Linked DNA regions of Anas platyrhynchos: region 1 is linked to region 2. Evidence: chromatin contacts called from public Hi-C data. All regions are on one chromosome and are shown on one strand. Each heading gives the region's core, a stretch centred on a gene start, on an enhancer-like site or on the middle of the called end of the contact. The rest is flanking DNA. Distances are from core to core; before and after follow the strand shown. Region 1 overlaps SOAT1 (sterol O-acyltransferase 1). Region 2 overlaps NPHS2 (NPHS2 stomatin family member, podocin).

Region 1 (2,945 bases), core at 431-2,930, 49 kb before region 2:
AAATGCAACATAATGTCACTGCAGGTGAGACGCTATGGGTGGATAGCAAATAAACACTCTGGGGCAGGTCTCCTGGAAGTATACCAGGCTCTTGTGTGTTCATAGATCTGGTGAGGTGGTTTAGTACAAAGTGCTGTGTTCTACTACAGTCCAAGCTGCAGTGGAGGACAGCAAGGACAGCTGAGGGACATCCTGTTTAGTTACAGCTAGCTGCCTTTTATCTTCCAAGGTTGCTGCCAGTTCAGCAAAAGGGTTGTAGGACTTCAGACTGGTTACTGCAAACTCTGCTCACCACAGTGATGGTGACAGTGAGAATGCCACAGGGAGCTAGGGGACAAGTCAGCCTCTGACTGAGTGCATTACAGGACCGTGCAAAACCCTCGGGTCAGGAATCTCTCTCTATGGCGGGGTTAGATCTGCAGCTCTGCGTCACAAAGTTTGAAGTTTTACAAAGTCCAAGGTGTTTACAAAGTTCAGGTGTTTCATGTAGCAGACTCTTAACGTAGTCCAATATGCTTGCGTAAGTAGTGACAGTTTTCTGTGAAAGCACAGCTAAGGTGGAAGAATTGCTCAAAAGAAATGCCTGTATATTTCTTTTTCTAGATTTTTGTCCTAGCTTGTGCATAACTATTCCTAAGGCATTAGTGCTGATGTACAAAGGCAGCTTGAGGCCAGTGTTCTGGTATGTAGAGTTTTAGACAAGACAGGTACTGCAGCCAAGGAGTTCTAGACAGGTGAAGATGGCATCTTGTATGCAAATAAATATGTAGTATCTTTGTAGCAATTCTTTTTGTAGAAAAACTCAATCACTAAGGTGACTTCCCACTCTCAATCCTCCCCGATTAGCAGCCACAATCTGCTCTTTAAATCAAGAGTTAGTGTCAAGGGCCAATTGACTAGTTTCCAGAAGTGTGTGAACTTTTTACGGAGGCTGCTAGGCTATTAATCCCTTCTTTATTCAAACCCCAAAGCATTGGCTGATTTAATCCCTGTATTGGCTTCAAGACCACAATGGCTCAAACTCTTCCATTTGCGTAGCTTAGGCTATGTTTGCCTCATGAGTGCTGCTGGAAGCTCACATTGTTTGCTGAGTTCTAAAACTGGATAATTTTTGGTTGTACTTGGGTTGTCCCTAGGTGGGTTTGTATCTTAAAATGGTTTGGTCTGTAACTTCACTTTGACAGAGTAGCTGAACATTAGTCTCACATCTTTTCTCCTTGAATTGGCTTTAGTATATTAATTAAACAACTAATTTGGTCTTGGCATATAGTCAGCAAATGATCTAGGCAGCAATAATCCCTTGTCAAAATCCAGGCTGCTTTAAGATTAGTTTTACATATTTTCAGAGGGAAATACGCAGAGGTAAATCTGTTCTGCTTAATGGGATGTTGGTACTGGGCAGTACTTGCTGCATGCAAACATATCTGGAATGGCTGTAATGGAAACTGGATAGAAAGATCTAGAAGATTAGAGAGGACATGGCTCTTTGACTTGTATCTAAATGCTGAGATGAGACCATTCAAACCAGTAAACTGATGCTTGTGGAGTCTGCCCTTCTTTCCTCAGAAATCAGAAGGGGCCTGGTGTGCAAACAAGCTCTGCAGCGTATCTCTGTCTGGTGTGAGTAAGCCTGTCTGGTAATGCTGGACTTGGAAAGGGCTTGTTATCTCCTAACCAGGAGGTTACTGCTGGTCGTTCACAGAGCAAAAGTTCACAGAGCTGGGTGTCTGAGGCACAGCAACAAGTGCGCGTGAGCTGCTTGAATTGAGTTTGTTGGGTGTGTTGTGGGGAGGCTGATGAAGAAGTTAACCTGTTTAAGATCGGGTTCTGATAATTACTAGGTTCTGGCATGTTTTGTAACCCAGGGGTTTGGTGAAGGCTGGGAGGTTTCTTGAGAAGAGCCTGGAGATGAGCTAGCCTGACCTGGAGCATCCCAATGTTTCCTCCTTGTGAAGAGGTTGTCAGGGTCCTGGGTCCTTGCAAACTTGGCTTTTTAACTGGATTCCTTGCCTAGCTGCGGTGCAGTGACCTCTAGGGCCTGTGCATGCTTTAAGCAGATGGGCTGAACTAGGGGCAATCTAGGCATAATTTGCCTCTATCTGCTGAGTGGCCACATAAGTCAGCATAACTCAGGGTAAGGCTTATTAGTATCAAATTATTAACTCATGTTCCGTATCTGGTGCAATACAACACTCCCCTTCCTTTTCAGTACCCTTCTGCTAGGTTGGCTTTAACGTAGCTGGTCCTTCAGATAACAATATTTTCAGTGTGTTTAGAGAACACACTTGGAATCCAGGTATCTGACAGTAACAGGAAATCCTTCTGCCTGTGTTGTTTTAGTCTTTTGAATGATATATTGTCTTCATTATTTCTCAGTTGAACAATTTTTTAACCCCTTCTAGGGAAGGGCAGTATTGGGTATTTGTATCTGTGACTTTCCGAGATCTTGAAGTTAAACAAATCCTGATGTTGTTGGGGGAAAATACTTCTAAACTGAGTGATTGTCAGATACAGTTCTGTCTTGTGTGCTTGGTTGTCCTAATGTTACCTGAGAAGTACTTTTGTGACACATAGGCTTCACTTTATTGCCACATCTCTGCATGCTGTTCTTAGCTTTTCTGCAGAGACATTTTTGTCCTGAATGCTGGGAAGTGATTTAAATGGTAGTCATCGTCCTGGGTTGTTGTAGCTCCTTAATAGCAAACTGACCTCCACAATGCAGGAACAGTTTGAGGGGGAGTGATTCAGAGTGCTGATCTTCAGGCAGCTTCTGTGGCTGAAGTCATTACAGGCTGGAACCATAACACTGCACACAAACCATGCCTTTGCTCAAGTGACTTACTCCCACTTGTGCTCTCAGTTGTAATTACAGACTGTAGCAGTTAAAATGAAAGTTTTTTTGACACAGCTAATTTCTGAGAGCTTGTTCAGCAGAGTGCTGGCTA
Region 2 (2,813 bases), core at 235-2,734:
CCAAAGCTTCTGCCTCTGGACAGTCCAAGGGATCCAGAAAAAGCAACCATTAAAGAACAGCAATGCCTGAGTAGTTTCTTAGTTTCTTAGTGTCCATTCGTAATAGCATCTCGTTCCCAGTCCAGTGCCTTTGCTCCTTATCTGCTACTCCCCTCTCTGTGCCATCTCAGCGTGTATGCCATTTTTCTAGCTGGCTCTACCACTTCCACACCTATCTTGCTTATTCACTACTTCCTTCCACAACTCTAACGCATTTACAGCTTGTTCACCCTCTCATTGTACTGAGATGGCATTTAAAACACACGCTCTATCTCCCTGTGATTTCTGTGCTTGGCATCTGAGTCCCCTGGCTCCTCATATGCAGTACCCCTACAGCCTGAGCAAGCCAAACTGCCCAGCGAGGCGGTTGCCCAGGGCTGCTGCTTCTGTCAGTTCCCAGCCCAGGACAGTCTGTGTGGTTATAAAGCTCTGCAAGGACAGCAGCAGCTGCCTGGATTTGGCACGACTGCAGATTGACCCAGTCTCAGCTCTGAAGAGCAGGCAGTGAAACTGTCAGGAATTGCATCTGCTCCAGACAGCCCCTGCCAACTCCCCCCGAGTAAATTCTATTTTGAAACCATCATATATCAGTAATACTGAAGCACATTTTTAAATGATGTTTCCTTCTGCAAGGTTTTTGAATGTAATACCTCCTGAAGGTAAAACGACAAGTTTCTGCCAGCTCTGTGTACGTCAAAGAGAAAAGATCCTGCTGGAACAAGGGTTCTTTGGAACTGAGGATGCTCTTAGCTTTCATCTGCCTTTTCTGCAACTTTTCAGAAAAGTTACATGTTTGAAAAAAATATGCCTGACTTCTGCAGATAGGAGTGCAAATAGAGAGATGTGGGCCCTGGCACGGCGCCATGTGTCTCTGAAAGTCTTAATCCTCAGGCTCTGTTGTTCTTTTCAGACATTACTTGCAGGTGATGGTCCTTGATTGCCAAGGAACCTTGGTCTGGGTGGATTATTTTACAGGGAGTTAGAAATGTAGCCTGAGAAGTGTTTGGAGAAAGGATTGTCTGCTGCTATGAGCAGTATCACACCATTTTGCTCTAAGCTGGAACAGAGGGGCTTACCCTAGCATCAAAATTAAAAAACAGAACCAGCCTTAGAGAAGTGAATACACAGCTCATGTTCATCAGTGGAAGGTTACAGAGCTGTTCCGTTTCCCAGAGCTAGCTTTCCATGGCTGGATCACAACTGAGATCTATTGCAGACAACAAACAGCATCCTGAGAGGGTTCCAGTGGCAGAATGAACTGGATGGGAGGTGACACCTGAAGGTCAGATGCTGTGTGATCACTGAGTTTAAGGATGAGGGTTTTTTCCCCTTCCACTTGGAAAGGGGCTGGTTTGCTGAGTGTCCTTGTTGTAAGAAGGCCAGCAAATATTTGTGTGGTGAGAATTACGGGAACACTGTGTGCTGAGAAGGGGACTCTAGGGAGATGAAAGGGCTGATAAAATACAGAATTAGGTGGTACATAGTGGAAGTGGGCTCCTTGTCCCTTGCAGAAGTGTTAAGCCAGTACCTGCTGGCCATCCGTGGGACACAGCTGCATTTAACAGAAATATTACAAATGGTAGGTGCCAAGTGTGTGTCTTACCAGCAGGCAGAGAGACTGGAAAAAATGAGTGAAAATACAAGAGTGACAGACTGGCTGGGCTACCCCTGCTAGGCACGTGTGATGAGAAACTGCTGGGTGGGCGATTAAGGGCCACAAAATGCCTTCTGTCTTGGCGATAACGAAGTGCATGGTATTTCTTTCAACCCCATATCCTTCAAGGGAAAGGCTTACAGTATGTGTAGGTCCCTGGCTATTTCAAATAGCTTTGGGCAGATTTTATAAGAATTTTGAGGACTTCCTGCATGTAGAGTTTAGCAAGATTGCTGCAGTGGGCAAAAGTATCACTGTTTGGTTTTTGTTTGTTTGTTTGTTTGTTGAGTATTGCTGTTCTCAAGGCTCTCTGCTGGCTTCGTGCTGGATTCCCACTTCTCAGCCCGGTGGTAGTTGGCTAAATGGATCACCTCATATTTTCAGACAGTCCTACTGGAAGCAGATGCCCACAAGTTCAGATCTTGTCCTGCCTCGCCACCCAGTGGAAGCAAGCAGCAGCACAGCCTGCCTTCCCTCTGCACAGCTGAAAAGTGCCAAACTATAAATGCTGCCCTTTCCTTCTTTTCCTCCTTTTTTGGTACTAGAGCTAACTAAACACCTTGGTTGCCCGTGTGTGTATGTATATGTGCACAGGTGCTGATGTGAAATCCTATATCCAAGAGTACGCCACGGACAGGACCCTTCTCTCTTGTCCCTTGCAGGAGAGCCAGGCTGGCAGCACCTTCCAAATTCCCCGTGTGTTAAGTCCTTTCCCGTTCCCCCAGTTGTCGGGCTTCCACCCCTGCCTCTCTGGCGTTGTCACCCCATCACCCGTTCAGACGGAGGGAAAAAGGATCCCTTCTGTACCACCCGAGCGCTCCCAACTTCCCTGGACACAGCACACGGAGATGGGCTATAAGGAGGAACGTGCCCCTGTGCAAGCACTTCTGCCTTGGCTTGTTTTACCACCCAGCTGTAGGACTTGCTTTTCTTTAAAAAAGAAAGCCAACAGTGCAGAAGGGAAATCCCAAAGAGTCTGACTGTAAGGACAGAACCACAGGAAACCAATGCCTCTGATAAGTCCCTCCTGTGGGGCAGCTTGAGCCTGCCCCTTTTATCCCAGTGTGGGGCTTTCTGCACCTTAATTCCCTGTAACTAATGTCATGAGTGAGAGACGGGT

Evidence for each region. A called contact is a pair of places that touch in the nucleus more often than the background predicts.
Region 1: a Hi-C map of small yellow follicle shows a contact between it and region 2, with 2.7 times the contacts expected there. The contact joins two enhancer-like sites. A contact is called at or near these places in 5 of 8 Hi-C or Micro-C datasets (F1 follicle, F5 follicle, skeletal muscle and 2 more).

The regions. Positions count from the first base shown.
Region 1 is chr8:18,782,291-18,785,235 of IASCAAS_PekinDuck_T2T, reverse strand. All of the region lies in intron 2 of SOAT1 (sterol O-acyltransferase 1), which reads left to right. Among named protein-coding and RNA genes, the nearest start is that of ABL2, 21 kb to the left of the region's middle. Within about 2 kb of position 1,680, at least 5 of the 8 cell types and tissues checked have an H3K27ac peak or open chromatin away from gene starts, as enhancers often do. A contact at or near this core is called in F1 follicle, where this site is marked.
Region 2 is chr8:18,733,667-18,736,479 of IASCAAS_PekinDuck_T2T, reverse strand. All of the region lies in intron 8 of NPHS2 (NPHS2 stomatin family member, podocin), which reads right to left. It overlaps AXDND1 (axonemal dynein light chain domain containing 1), which reads left to right. Exons shown (of 23, transcript XM_072041758.1): 23 at 1-70. The coding sequence ends at 53. Among named protein-coding and RNA genes, the nearest start is that of NPHS2, 7.9 kb to the right of the region's middle. Within about 2 kb of position 1,484, at least 3 of the 8 cell types and tissues checked have an H3K27ac peak or open chromatin away from gene starts, as enhancers often do. A contact at or near this core is called in F1 follicle, where this site is marked.